2 separate regions of the Macaca mulatta genome follow, and region 2 is linked to region 1. Evidence: chromatin contacts called from public Hi-C data. All regions are on one chromosome and are shown on one strand. Each heading gives the region's core, a stretch centred on a gene start, on an enhancer-like site or on the middle of the called end of the contact. The rest is flanking DNA. Distances are from core to core; before and after follow the strand shown.

Evidence for each region. A called contact is a pair of places that touch in the nucleus more often than the background predicts.
Region 2: a Hi-C map of blood shows a contact between it and region 1, with 5 times the contacts expected there. The contact joins the promoter of JADE2 here to the promoter of UBE2B in region 1. A contact is called at or near these places in 2 of 14 Hi-C or Micro-C datasets (blood and liver).

Annotation. Positions count from the first base shown.
Region 1 is chr6:143,287,904-143,295,526 of T2T-MMU8v2.0, reverse strand. It overlaps UBE2B (ubiquitin conjugating enzyme E2 B), which reads right to left and starts at 4,000. Exons shown (of 6, transcript NM_001194433.3): 1 at 3,535-4,000; 2 at 1,323-1,403. The coding sequence starts at 3,578. CDKL3 (cyclin dependent kinase like 3) reads left to right here and starts at 3,674. Exons shown (of 11, transcript XM_078005208.1): 1 at 3,674-3,778.
Region 2 is chr6:143,437,917-143,445,539 of T2T-MMU8v2.0, reverse strand. JADE2 (jade family PHD finger 2) reads right to left here and starts at 4,382. Exons shown (of 12, transcript XM_015140936.3): 1 at 4,009-4,382. It overlaps LOC144341290, which reads left to right. Exons shown (of 5, transcript XM_078004368.1): 3 at 684-860; 4 at 1,015-1,186; 5 at 1,718-2,150. The coding sequence ends at 2,058.

The DNA.
Region 1 (7,623 bases), core at 2,751-5,250:
CATGTATATTCTTAAGAGGGAAAGTCATCTTTTCATTTTACAGCAATAAGAAGTAAAGCAATACTCTAGTTATGATGCTAAACCCAAGTGTCCTGCTTTCCAATGGAGCCACAACTTTTGTTCAAATAGGCTAAGCATAGTTGATGTCACCAAAGAGCCAGATTTGTTTGCTCAGATCCTTGCCCCCACATCCCAATTTCATCTTTCCTAAGCAGCAGCATAAAGCTTAATTATTACTTGCAAGGCATATTCAGGATCTCAAAGCAGCAGGATAATATCCTGAAGGTGCCATGTATTCAACTCAGATTCAGAAGTACTTTATGAGGATGAACTTCACTCATTTTCCACTAGTCTTTAAATGTAGACTCTTGTAGCTGATTCTGTAGTGTCAGAATTCTGTTTATCAACCTATTCCTTTTACTTTTTAATGCAAAACTCTAGTATCAAAGGAATGAAAGAAAAAAATAGATCAAGTCTAGAAAAAACAAAAAAAAGCATAAGGAAATTTTAAATTAAAAAGCATATATGCAATATATATAGTAGGTAAAATTTACAGCTGCTTCTCAAATGGCTGCATTCTGTTATTTTACACTGGGCTGTGAATCATTTTCACTTAAATTCTTGCAGCAGTGGAAGTTCTTAATATTTTTGGTTCCAAACCTTTTAACAGCTCCAACAGAATGAGAGCATTTGCATGATATGTTTTATACAAAGTAATGTATTGTTTCTCCTTATTATTCCATTCCATTTAGTTTTGAGTAGTATCTTAAAAGTAAAACCCCAAGTGATTATAAAACCATATGTAATAACATCAAAGAGCAAATAAACTTTGTATAACTGCTGAAACTTTTTCCCTTTTTTTTTTTTTTCTTTGGATAGCTGGCTGCCCAGGCTGGAGTGCAGTGGCACACTGCAGCCTCAAACTTCTGGGCTCAAGTGATCCTCCTGCCTCGGCCTTCCAAGTAGCTGGGCACCACCATGCCCAGTTAGTTTTATACTTTTTGTAGAGACAAGGTCTCTCACTATGTTGCCCAGACTGGGCCAAAACTCTTTTTTTGGTGGAGAGGGGACAGAGTCTCACTGTCTCACTATATCGCCCAGGCTGGTGATGAACTCCTGGGCTCCAGCGATCCTCCCAGGCGTTGAGCTACTGTGCTGGGCCAAAACTCTAATTGAAAAAAATTTTTTTCTAATTTATCTTGCAGTTTTAGTCCTTAAGATCTCTCATTCTACCTCAGTTTCTTTTCCTAGACAGTTGTTATATGTTCACTTTTCTTAAAGATTCAGCACACACCTATTATTTGTTAAACCTTTCAACTCACCCAAATATAACTGCATTCCACTGCATGATGTTGTTTTCAGATGGTGCGCCACTGACACCCACAGGTGGGTCCTCTTGTAACCTAGAAATCCAGCGTTGTAATTTAAAAAGTTGAACATTAAGGCCACTAAGGAGGCCACATAAACACCTACAGACACTACACCATCTATTTTGAGACACAGACTAACTCCATTTCCTTGTTATTGTGAACTAAAATGAACCATATGACTTAGATATATTAACCAGGTATATATACTTATTAAATACCTCTCCAAATTACCTAAAAATCCGAAGGGCTTGAGAATCATCCCTCTTTCAATATTATCAAGAGTATCTCTTCAAGAATTGATGTATATAGACTGTCCTCTTATACCAAAAAAAGTTTAAAACCTCAAAAGCAAGTAATATTTTTACAGAACCATTGATTTTGCTGCTCTAAACATGCAAAGACTGTGTATCCTAACCACGGCTACTTCTGCAAAATGGCTACAAGAAAAAAAAAAAAAAGCAAACCTCAGTGTAAACACGAAATGACTGAAAACACATTAAATTTAACTAGGAAACTAGTATTAGGCAGCAGATTTACTCTATCCCTTTTGCTTCAAACAGCAATGGCTTTAAAAAGTAATCAGTAGGTTTTCCGCCAGTCCCTATTTTAAAGGCTCTGCACTAACATCAAATCTACCTCTCAAATCAGGAGACTCAATACAAGGCTTTCCCACATTCGTCATAGTCAAATTCTTGTAACCTATAGATCTCTGGAAAACTACAAAAGGTGCCATGTATTCAACTCAGAATTAAGCAGAGCATTACAGTAAGGAGCCAGGGCGACAATGACATGAACTAGTTTACTATCTGAATTTTAGTCATGAGTGCTAATCAGATACACTGATTTCAAGCTTTAGAAAAATGACTTTTGCACCAAAAAGGGCATCTCCTTTCAGAGACTGTAACCTCAATTTAAAAATGCTACATTATACACACTCACAAATACATATGGAGTTGTTTTCATGGGGCATCATAATTTGCAACTAGTCCACATAAAAAAAAAGGTTTTTAGTCAATCTCAAGCAAATTAGGCCACCACAAACAGAAGCCTTAGAAGAACTGCACTGCTTGACGCCTACCTTTAAATGGCTAAGAGAAGCTACGAATGAATTAAATAAGTTGGCCAAATCCAAATGCCTCACATAGGCTTTATAATAGCTGAGAGGTGACTTCCTGAGCGACAAATCTATGTTTTTATGCTATTTTGTTCAATTAGGGTAGGTGTCCCCAGAAAAAATTTTAAGAAAAATGTGCAGAATATCAAAATGTTTTCTCACTTATTTTGTTTTTTCTACGTTATTTTGTTTTTTCTACGTCTCTAAGTATCCAATAAAAGGTAAACTAACGGAATAATCATTTTCTTCCTCACAACCCCAATACCTCCTAACAAAACCCTATTTTATTTACCAAAGAAGGCCCAGGGAGTATCAAATTAGCGCCAGTCTAAGGGAAGGCATTTTTCCAGACTCGGGAGGCTATAGATAGGGCTTTCTTCACCAGCCAGATCTGAGTTCCAGAAGGCACTGGCAGCCGGGGTGGCCAGCTCTAAGGTCCCAGATCTCTAAGTCAGTTCCCAAGGTCTTTTCAGGCGGGCGGGGACAGAGTCGGGTTTCGGGGGATGGGTTAACCTCCGAGCCTCACGCACTGGACCCCACCCTCACGGCAGAAATGGAAAGGACTGGCGGGGGTGGGGGGCTGGGGAGGTTCACCCCAACCCGGCTCCTCGGAGAAGACTGAGGGGCCTTGAAACAAAGCTGACTGGTGCTGCCGGAGAAGAACAAGCTCCCGCGGGAGCTCACTTTGAGGGGACAAGAAAGGGTCTCCGCAGGGTGCAGGGGCGGGAGGATGATGTCTGATCCCCGTCTGATCCCCTGGACGAGACCCCGGGCAGCTGGCCGAAATGGGCAGCGGGGAACCCTAGACCAGTCGATCGACATCGTTTTACTTTTTGGGGGGAGGGGAAGCAGTATCGAAATTTCTTCGGGCGCCAGAGCGAGCGGCAAGGATAAGGAGAGTAGGGGCCGAGGTAGGACCCGGCTTCCGCCAGTCCCCCTGGGCCCACAGCCGACCCTCTGAGGGTCACAAGGGGAAGGTGTCCGGGATCCACGCCCTGCAGCCCCGCAGCTTTGAGAGGCCGTCATCTATGCGAAGCTGAAGGCCCTTACCGCTTGAAATCCCGCATAAGCCTCCTTCGGGCCGGGGTCGACATGCTCCGCAGCTGCCCCGCGGTCAGTCTGAAAGAAAAGAGTCCCGCGCAGCCCCCCCACCCCCCGGCGCGGCGGCCGAATCACTGTGGATCGCCGCTGCCGCCGCCGCCGCCGCCGCCGCCGCCAAGACTGACAAACAACCCTGCAATGACGTCTCCCTCCGCCGCCTCCGGATCCCTCCGCCCTCCGCCGCTACCACAGAGTGAGTGCTGGGGGAGGAGGGGGCGGGACGGGGGAGCGCGCGTTCCCTGAGCCCTTCAGCGGGGCGTGGTTCTTCCTGGGCTTCCTGAAGTGATCGACAAATTTGTGTTCTCTGTGTTCAGACTAGAGGTTGTGGATTCAGAGACCACGAAACCGACACACTATCCTGTCTGCCTCCCCGTCTCTAGTTTAGGCTCGGCGGGGTGGAGAAAGAAGGACGTATCCGGGCCAGGGATTTCAGGGAAAGGAGGTGGGATGATGTAAGATCACGTGACTGCCCGCGGCCTTGTCAACAATCCACCCCTGAGGGGGAGGGGGAGAAGTATCTAGAACCACGTGTCCCTGTGACGCGTTTAGAACGGGTCACGTGAGAGCCTCGCCTGGATGTGAGTTTCGGCCAGGTCTGTGAAGCGGGTCTAAGAGGGTGAGGGCTGGATACACCTTTATTAGTTGTTTTCGGTTTATCACAGGTATAGAGACATTACCCAAGAGGTCGTGGGAGGATCAACAGCTTGTTTTGTTTTCTTTAAACCGGGACCAAAAATAACTCCCCTCTGGTTGGTTCAGTGGCTTATGAACTCTGGTACTTGGGGCAAGAAGAGAGAGGATCGCAAGATCTTCTAAGGCAGCATTGAATACTGAGGGCCACACAACAATCTCCTGAAATGGTTCCTTGAAGCTACCAAATAGTCTTTCTGCTTTGCAGTGGGGTTTCTAGTATTGGAAATTCTGGGCAAACATTAAAGGATGGTGTATTATGCAGTTTTTCCTTTCTGGGTCTGCTTTCAATTGAAGATATGTGTCAGAGTCCGGGGACTTGCCTATGGGGGGGAGTACCATTGTATTTTTAAGAATGTGGGGGTGCAGTCTTCCAAGCATATCAATGAGTGGTTGGTTGTCAAAGAAACCTACAAATATGATTCATATGTGGGGGAGAGCTCCAGCAGACCTGAGTGAGGGTTATCTATCCAGCCTGAGACAACTTCAGGTTTTTTACACTAGCAAGAAAGGTGCAAATGGGCGAGAAGTGCCCCCCCACCACCAGGGGGTTCAGAGGTGTTGACCTCCCACAGACCTTGAATATTTTTTGTAGTTACTGTCTTTCCCTGTATTGCTGCTAATTCCTACTTTCAGGACTTTGTTATACTAAGGACTCTGAGTACTTTTGTATCCATTTGGGGAATTGTTCGGTTCAACAGGTAAAGGGAGGGTGGAATGAGGACCTTAGCATTGCCTCAACCTTGCCCCTAGTTCTATGGAAGCAGAGTTAACTTTTCCGACTTTCCTTGTACCTCTTTCTTCAAACCCTGAATTCTCTCAGCTTCCAGTGACTGCCTTAGTGATCAAGTTAGCCAGGCCTAACTCTTGATAGGTCCTGTTAGACATTCACAATGTGTTTTCTAAGTTAAAAGCTGAATATTCTTAATGTTTTTGCTTTTCTGCCATTGCAGTCCTAACCCTTCCAATAGCAAAGGAGGAAGACACACAGGCAGGGTTACATGGAGAAAAATGGTAAATAGAAACTATATCTTAAAAATATCCCTCATGAGCTGGGGCATTAGCTCATGCCTGTAATCCTAACACTTTGGGAGGCCAGGAGTTGAAGACCAGCCTGGGCAACATAGGAGATCCTGTCTCTGTGCACACGAGTAGCCCCAGCAACTCAGGAGGCTGAGGCAGAAGAATCGTTTGAGCTGCAGTAAGCCATCATCATGCCACTGAGACCCTGTCTCAAACCCTGCAACAACCAAAAAACCCTTATAATTTATCAGTCTAGGCAGTCACTGAAAGCAGAGACAGAATTCAGGGTTTGAAAAAAGGGAGGTACAAGGAAAGTGGGAAAAGTTAACCCTTTCTGGTTCCATGGAACTATGGGCAAGATTAGGGCAATGCTGAGGTCCTTCTCCTACCTCCCTTTCCTTGTTGAGCTGAAGAATGGATACAAAAGTGCTGAGTCCTCCTGACGCACCAACAAAGTCCTAAAGATGGGAACTGGAGGCAATGGAATTTAGGAATTCCGTGACTACAGGGATTTATAATTGTTTCGGAAACAGTTTAAATTTTCCAAAATGAATTAACACTTTTAACTAATTCAGTGCATGTGCATCATAAAGTCTTACAGCTGTGTATTAGCAAGAATCACTGGCTGTTCTGGTTAACCAGGCCTGCCATAACCTACTTGTAGAAGGAATAATTTTAAAGCTATTAATTGTATGCTGTTATCAATTCTGTAGCTCTGGATTATGAGTTCATTGAGGGCAGGGACTGAGTTTGGTTCATCTTTGTCCTGGGCAATGTTTTTTTATTTTTTGAGACAGAGTCTTGCTCTGTCACCCAGGCTGGAGTGCAGTGGTGTGAAGAGGGCTCACTGCAGCCTTGACCTTCCAGGCTCAAGCAATTCTCCTTCAGTTGCCCAAGGAGCACAGGTGTGCACCACCACACCCGGCTAATTTTTTGTAGAGACGGGGTTTTGCCCTGTTGCTCAGGCTGGTCTGGAACTCCTGGGCTCAAGTGATTTGCCCACCTTGGCTTCCCTCGGATTACAGGTGTGAGCCACTGTGCGCAGCCTCCTTGCAAATATTTTGCCCACAGCAAATAATATGCTTACACGAAGTTTGAACCCACTATAAGATTTACTATGACATTCTTATTTATAGAAGGTGTTTTATATTGTGGTTGAATAACATTCTCTTTTTTTTTTTTTTTTTTTTGAGACGGAGTCTCACTGTCACCCAGGCTGGAGTGCAGTGGGGCGATCTCGGCTCACTGCAAGCTCCGCCTCCCGGATTCACACCATTCTCCTGCCTCAGTCTCCTGAGTAGCTGGGACTACTGGCGCCCACAACCGCGCCCGGCTAATTTTTTGTATTTTTTAGTAGAGACAGGGTTTCACCGTGTTAGCCAGGATGGTCTCCATCTCTTGACCTCGTGATCCGCCCGCCTCGGCCTCCCACAGTGTTCAATTACAGGCGTGAGCCACCGCATCCTGCTGAATAACTTTCAAATAAGACAATTCTGAATATTTTAGGTGATCAGTGAAAACGATGACCACTTCTCCTTTCTCTCAATATAAACCGTAGCAGCATAGAAAACTTGAGAAGCTTCAAACATACTAATTTATTTACCCTATCTCAATTAAGTCAGGCTCTCTGGTGTTGGGGCGGGGGTGTGGATGTGGGAGTTGGGAGTTGCTTTCTAAAAGCTCTCCAAGTGTGATTTAAATATGCATGCTGGGGCGGTACCCACCGGACTAGAATTTATTAAGTATTGCCTTTTCTCTTATTTAGTGGAAGCATGGCGAGATTTCGCTTTTTACATTTAACTCATTTTATAGAAAAAAAGCAAAGAAAGCCCTATTCAATAAAGAAAGCACTCCCTAGGCACTTGCTCTAGTGATACGGTGGTTATTCATTAGGGACTGTCACTCCAGCTGAACTCTATGTCTACTTAAGCAGTTAAACACTGGCCTCTTTATTTCTGCGCTCTTGTACATCATTTCGTATATGGTGGAACCCTTCGAATTACTTGCTTCCCTAGAGTTTGACACGTGGTGAGGGAGTTTTTTTCCTTTAAAAAACAGCAGTTGGAAAAAATTTAAAGGCGTATGGCAGGTGTTCAAGAAAAGTTTTTAAGAACCATCTTGACCGGGCGCGGTGGCTTAAGCGTGTAATCCCAGCACTTTGGAAGCCTGAGGCAGGCGGATCACCTGAGGTCAGGAATTCGAGACCAGCCTGGCCAACATAGTAGAAACCCGGTCTCTACTAAATATACAAAGCCGGGCGTGGTGGCGCACGCCTGTAATCCCAGCTTCTCGGGAGGATGAGGCAGGAAAGTCACTTGAACCCGG
Region 2 (7,623 bases), core at 3,133-5,632, 150 kb before region 1:
CTGCTTGTTAGATGGCTCTGCGAGTCCCAACCCGTCTAAGGAAGATGGGACAAGACGGATGGTGCGTTCATCTGGGGCCCTAAGGTGAGAAAGAAAGTCAGAGTAGGGGAGAAGCCTGGGAACCCAGGAAACAAAGCCAGGCCCGGTTGGCAGCTCCATGCTCAGTCCTTTTGCCAAATGTCCTACTGGGAATTTTACCAGTGAAGGCAGGGAGTTAATGCCACTCCGAGAGGAGGGGCCAGGCGGCTCTACCACCTCCCAGACCCAGGACTCAGTTTGCAGACATAAATGTTCAGGGGGCGTCCGGACGGCTTGTCTGGGATCAGAGCTCAAGGGTCCTCCTTCCAACAAAGGCATGGCAGCAGGTCCCACTCAGCCCCTTCCTAGCTGCTTTGGAACCGCTCTGAATGGAAACATGACACCTCTCGATGACCCCCTACAAACTCTGACCAGGGATAAAACTTTGTGCCTCAGGATCCTGCAGAAGATGAGCCAGGGGTGCTAGACGCAGTGGCGAGGTTTGGAAATCTGCAGACCAGAATCGCCGGCCGCAGTGTGCCTTCGGCATAGGGCAAAGACACCCAGTGACCCTTCACCTCCCCCAGCCTCCAGCAAGAGGCCAGCAGCCAAGCTGGTAAAAAAGTGCCCAGGCCAGCGGCAGCGGCTGAGGGGATTGGGAGGAGAGTTGCGCGCGCCTCCAGCCCGCCCCTGGAGGCAGTCCGCGGGACCGCAGGCTGGAGGCGCGCCGGCGTGATTCCGACCGCGGGAGCCGGGAGGAGGAGCCGGAGGAGGCTGCGGGGGGCTCCGGCCCAGGCGAAGGAAGGGCAAGAGGCTGTTCGGACCGGGGGCGGCGCCGGGAGGTGGGTGGGCTTGACACCCAGGTCGGGGGAGGGGTTTAAGAGACGCCGGGAAGGGCAGCCGAGCCCTGGGGCGGGTGGGGTGGTAGCTGTGTGTAGTAGGGGACAGGGCTGGGCCTCTGGAAGCTACAGTGAAGCCTTCCTGGCTGTCTCGCAGGCATCCCCATCCTCCGGCAGAACAGCTGCGAATCGCCAAGTTGACCCCTCATCCCTTCGCCGAGAGGAGAGGGTGTCTCAGGACCCAGGGATGGGCGGGAAGAAACCATGGGGAGCCACAAGTCTGCACCCAGGCGGGGAAGAGGCGGGCGGGCGCCGCTCCGCAGGCGCAGGCGAGTGGGTGGGAAGAAGGGAGGGAGAGGGAGGAAGGAGGTGAGGCCGGGAAGATGCCACTGCCGGGGGCGGGGCGGGGCCGGGGATCCGGCAGAGGGACTGCAGCAGCGCTTGGTGGGGGCGGGGGCTGCAATGTCACTCATTTGAGAGTCAGGTGTATGCGTCCCAAACGGGGTCCGCCACAAGCCGGCATCTTCCTGGTACCACCCAGGGTGCAGGGCCCGAGGCAGAGGGCAGGGGACTGCGGATCCGTCCCTGAAGCGGGACGCGAACCGGCAGAGTTGGGAGAAGGTAAACAAGGGCCACGCCCCCTGCCGTCGCCCCGCGGGCGCGCACCCGCCGCTCCGGCCGCCGCCGGTACATTTCCACTCTCCCAGCGCCTCTCCCCAGCTGGACTCCCGCGCGGCCCCGGAGGTGGAGGCTGCCCCCGACCCCAGTCCTCACCCCTGGCGCCGAGGCTCCGCACCCTCCACACTCACCTGTAAAGGGTGTCCCCCGCCCCTCCAAAAAAAACTGTCTAATTTGTGCAGAGCCTCCAACCCCAGGAGCCGAGCATGCTGCCCCCGCGTGCAGCACCCGCGTGCACCGGGCCCGGAGAGGGGGCGACAGGGCGGAGGCGGTGGCCCCCGGAAGGTGCCTGGGACCGGACCGGCTGCACGTGAGCCCAGCGCGAGGTCATGTGCACCGGCTCAGCCCGGTTCGGCGCCCGGACGTGCTGCGTATCAACAAAATGAAACTCGGGGAGACAGGAGGGCAGAGAGCTCCAGGTTCTCAGAGCCCCCGCCCCGGCTGCTCGACCTCCCCACCGTACCCATCTCCCGCCGCAGCCCCTACGCCCGACCGGAGCCCGCGGGGCAAGTTGCAGCCCTGACGCGCCCCCGCCCGCCCGCGCCCCCTCGCCGGCCCGGGGGCGCTTTGCCGCAGTCATTAATAAAGAAGGTCGCCAAGCTCACCCTTCCAAAAGTTGTTGTTGCATGCGCCCCTCTCAGCCTCCCCGCACTGTACTCTTTAAAACACGACTGACCAACATGCGCAATCTCTCTCCCCTGTGCTGTGCATCCCCCCCCCCCCTCCGCGCTGGCTTCCTAGAACAGGCAGCCAGCAGGAGAGAGAGGGAGCGAGCGAGCAAGAGAGAGCGAGGGAGCGAAGAGCGCTGGCAGATCTGTTGCAAAAACACCAAATAACGTCGTGGAGATGCGCAGGGCCCATCCGCCGGGGGCTGGATCTTACCTTGCTTCGCGGTGCCCCCCTGACTGGCGCTGCCCTCGGCTACGCGCCGCTGCAGGGACCGGCGCGGGAAGGATGCTCCCGAAGCCGGGAGCTCCTGGGGCCGGCGCGGGAGGGCGGGGGGCGCGCATCCATCCGGGGTCGCGGCGAGGGAGGCGGCCGGGCCCGCGGCGTCCCCGGCCCCACGCCCCCCGCCGGGGACTGTCGGCCCGCCGGACCTGAGCCGGTGCCGCTAGGAGTGGGCGCAAAGTAACTCCATGGACGCTACTCACCCCCCCAAAAAATAGCCTCCAACTGCGATGGCCGCGGTCGGCACCATTCACCAACCCCCTGTGTATGTTTCTGTTTCTTTTTAAACCAAGACTTCCTTGTGATCTCTTTAGAAAAAAAAAAAATGTGTTGGGGTGGGGGTGGGGTGGGGGCGGGCAGGAGGAGCGAGGGAGGGGGAGTAGCCACTTTTTTCTTATTCACTCGGATCTCCGTTCCCGACACCCCCGTCGCCGCCCCCCACCCCCCCGCCCAGTTGTTTGGCTCCGGCGGGGAGTCCAGGTAGCGTTGCGGGCCCCGTGGGGGGAGGGTGCCCTGCCTCACCGCCCCCACCACCACGCCTGGCGGCACCCTGGGCCCGGACTCCCTATGGACTCTGGGGCGCCCCCAGCCCGCCCTGTCCCCAGGGCCGGGCCCGAGCGGCGGCTGCGCCCGTGCAAGTCCCATCAGGTCTGCTCACACTTCACACACTCACACACATACCCCGCCCCTCCACTCTTTCACTCACACTTTCTGCTCACACCCCGCCCCCTACGCGCCCCAGACCCGGGCGGCGCCCCCCGCAACCTTAAAAAAAAAAAAAAAAAAAAGCAAGCTTATACTTAAAAAAATCTTTTGGCGCCATATTAATGACGTACTTAAAATTTGCCATTTCTCCCTGCGTCAAAAAGACGTTTCTTTGCAAATAACAGCCTGGAGGCGACACTCGCGGAGGGAACGAGGTTTGCACTGAGCACCCCGCCCCCCGGGGCCCTCCAGCGCTGGAAGACCCTCGCCCTAGGCCCTGCTTCTGAATCGCTGGTTTTAAAATGCGAATCGAATAAATCGCGTGGCGTTTTGCAGCGCCAGAAGTGAGCAGAAAGTGCTGGCAGGAGGGGAGTGGAGGGGCGCACGCGAGTCTTGGGGAGGGGGCGCGGCCCTCCTCCCCGCACCCACTCCAAATGGAAAACTAACATTCCGGGCGGGGTAACTTGAAATTGTAGGCGACCTCAAGAAAAGAGGGGCGGTCCGTAGAGAGGGTCCCCATTGGGCTCGTCGCCCCCTCCCCCCTCCCGACTGCCTCCTGGCGCCTAGCGCTGCCCCGCATTTCCGGGGGGTGGAGAAGGCAGTGATGGGTGGGTGGGTGGCTGGTTGCACATCCTGGCCCCAGTAGGATTTTGCCCCGGGGCGACCCCTTCCTCCTTGCTCTTCCTTCCCATTACCCCGAAAGGGTTAAAAACCGAGGGGTAACTTCCAAAGGCTGGCACATGGCGAGGAAGCGGGGCGCCCCTCTCCCCACCCTTCGTCTCCTCGCCCCTCCTCCTCCGGCTCCACTTCCCGACTTGACCTTGTGGTGCACAAACAGTGCGCTCGGATCCTCGCAGTTTCTGGAAGAAGAGCCTGCGCTCGCCAGGCGGGCGGGCTCTCGGGCTGCTAGCCGGCGGTGGCGGGGCCTTGGGTCTGTTCCCGGAGCCGCGGGCCACACCCACCCAACCCGCTGCGCCCGCCGAGTTCACCTTCTCTCGAGGAAGGAGAAGGACTGGCCTCCTGGTCGGGGAGGAATCGGGGGTCAGGCTTCAACCTCCTCGGAATGCCTCTGACTGGGGAGGGGGTGGTGTGGCCTCGGGAGGAGGTTGTGGGGAGCCTGGCCCAACATCCCCAAAGCATCGTGGCCAACTTTTTCTTCCCCCTCATGCTCGGCTGCCCCTCAAAGATTATCCAATAATTTTTCAGCTCACCTTTGGCTTTGAAGGCATGTGGGTGAGTTTTGAATGGACACCAGACTTGCCTTCCCTCTCCAAGACTGAAGATTGTTTATTCTTCCTTACCCCTCCACCCCCTTCCATGGGAAGATAAATATTCAATTTACATAAGATGACATTTATGTGACAATTAAGAAGATTCCCCGATGGAATGTTGTGAACACATTTGCTTATAGGAGAAATAAATCTAATAATAAACAAACTCATAATAACAGCACAAATCCTTTGACAGGGCGGATTGTCTACCCAACAAAGAGGGAGATGATGGATGCTGAAATAAGCAGTTTTTGCAACAAGAAAGAAATATGAGCTCAGAGTCACTGCAACATTTCCTCTTCCTTGGCCTTCATTCACAAAGTCTGAGGATAATTGTCTGGCAAGGGGATGGTCTGGGTATTACCTCCCAAGTAGACCTGGCTGTGGCTCTCAGTGGTCAATTGGTGGGATTTTTCCCTAGCCAAGTTCAGAGCCTGGAAACAGGTGTTGCAGACTTGGAGTGTGCAACAAAATGGTTAAATACTTAGGTTCTAATCCTGGCTTTGCATTTTGGAAGTTGTGTGATGTGGGCAAGTGAATTCATCTCCCTGAATCTCTTTTTCCTTTTGGGTAGAATGGGGTGGTTGGAGGGTTGCTGAGGCCATGTGTGCACATATACATATATGTATGTATGTACATATACATGTGGTATGTGTAAAGCAGCAGCTGGCACAGGGTGCATAGTGCTCATTAGCACTTTGCCTGGTACCTAAGTGGGGTTTTTCTTGGAAGGGTGAAATTGTTCTCTGAAGCTTGATGGTCAAGGTCCAGGTGTCCATTCTGGGGTGGGAGTGAGGGTACCAGTTTACAGTGGTGCAGTCTAAAGAGATGACCTCCAGAGATGAATGAGGAAGGGGTGACCATTTAAAGTGCACCTGCCGTGTACTGGTGATTTTGTAAGCTATTCCATCTCATCCTCCCGCAAACCCCTTCTTACCTGTTCAGAAAGGTTTAGTAACTTACCGCAGCCATACGGCTAGTAAGTGCTGGCAGAATTGGCTCCTAGGTCTAGCTGACCTTGAGACCTACGTGGTTTCTATTTTACCACACTGCCAGAAAGAAAAAGTATTACTATTATTGGTTTGATTGGGGATGGGGGGATCTGACTGCTGTCTTGGCAAGAAGAATTTTATGAGCGGCACTTTGCTTCTGAGGTGGTTCCCTGACTTGGGGTGAGACCCAGGCCTTCTAATGAGCCCTTGAAAATACCTCTTGCTTAGGACTATCAAAACCCTTGGATTCCCACAGCTCTGTGCTGCTGTTTAAGGTTAACCTTGGAAGCTTTAACAGAATGATAACGATAAAGCTAATTGTAACTCCTTAATCTTTATTAAAAGTCTCACAAATCATTCATTAACTTTTTTTTTCCCCCTTTTTCCACAATCTCTACTTTGGATGTAATCATTCATTAACTTTTTACAGGAAAGAAATGAGAAGAAACAGAGTTCTTGAGATGTAATCCTTCGTTTTTCTCAACAAGCCTCCCGTATGCCAGGCACCATTCTTGGTGTTGGGGACACAGCACACACACACACACAAATAAGTAAATAAATAAAATAAACAAATGAGGGGTGGGGCAGGGAGAGCATCAGAAAAAATAGCTAATGCATGCTGGGCTTAATACCCAGGTGATGGGATGATCTGTGCAGCAAAACCACCACGGCACATGCTTACCTATGTAACAAACCTGCACATCCTGCACATGTATCCCAGAACTTAAAAAAAAAAAAAGAAAGGTAAAAATGTTAGCTGCTAGAGTGAGCAGGTTATTAAAATTGGACATGATTTTATTCTAAACTCCAAAATATAAAAATATATATTATGCTTGAAAGTGATTAAGTGCTGTGGAGAAACTCTTAAGTAGGAAAGGGTGATACACAATGTGGGAGTGCAGTTTTAAATAAAATAGGGAAGTTCTCACCGAGAAGACAGTCTTTGAGAAAAGGAGGTAAAGAAGTGAACTGTATGTGGGAGTATGTGTGTATGTACATGGGGGAAGAGAAGCCAGCTGTTCTTAACCTGGAGACCACAGACTTTCCTCTCCATGGGTCTGTGGATAGAATTCAGAGAATCCTTGACCTTAGATGAGAAAAAAATTACAACTTTATTTTCACTAATTAAAATGTAGCATGTTCGTCAATTATGAATACAGATAACAAGTCAGTGATATTACCAACACCTGTGACATTATTGCTGGTAGAAATCACAGATATTTTCATATCACTAGAATTGTTGCAAATATCTTAAAATACTACACTTCATGAGTAATTTATTGAAAAAAATATCATTTTACTCATCACTACTCCAAAATCATGGTGCTAGCTCTTGTAATTTAATGAATTAATAGAGAAGCACATATATACGTTTGAATATTTTGAGAGTTGTATTTCAATACAATTGGTTTTCTTTATAATTTGTGGAACTTATTTTATGGATTTAAAGATACTCTACTCGGAAGGAGTCCACAGGTGTCACAGACTGCCAAAATAGTCCATGGCACATGCACAAAAAAGGTTAAGAACCAAGGTCTCTAGAGACCAGCAAGTGCAATGCCTCTGAGGCAGGAATGTGCTTAATATGTAAATGAAAGAGATTATATAGGGCCTTGTAGGTTGTTGTTAGGAAGTTGCCTTTTGCTGGAGTGATAAGGAGAGTTTTGAGCATCACTGACATGATCTGACCCTGGGTTTAACAGGTCTCTTGGCTGTTACATGGAGAACAGATTAAAGAGGCAAAGCTGAAGCAGGAAGGCCAATTAGGAGACCACCTGAATAAACCAGGTGAGAGATGATTGGACCAGAGCGGTAGCAATTGAAGTGGTGGAAAGCGGTCATCTATGTTTTGAAGGTAGCTCTGACAGAATTTGCTGATGGTGTGAGAGAAAAAGAAAGAAATCAAGGACAGTGATAAGTGTTTTACCTTGAACCAATGGAAAGATGGAGTTGTCATTAACTGAGATGGAGGAAACTGGAAGGAGTAGGTTTTAGGGGATTAGGAGCTCAGTGTTGGACATATGAAGCTTGAGATGCCTATTAGACATTCAAGTGCAGCCATTGACAGGCAGCTAGACATGAAGCCTCAGCTCAGGGGTGAGGTCTGGGCTGAAGATGTCATTTGAGAGTGGTCAGTGAGCATATGGATGGTATTTAAATTTGAGATCATCA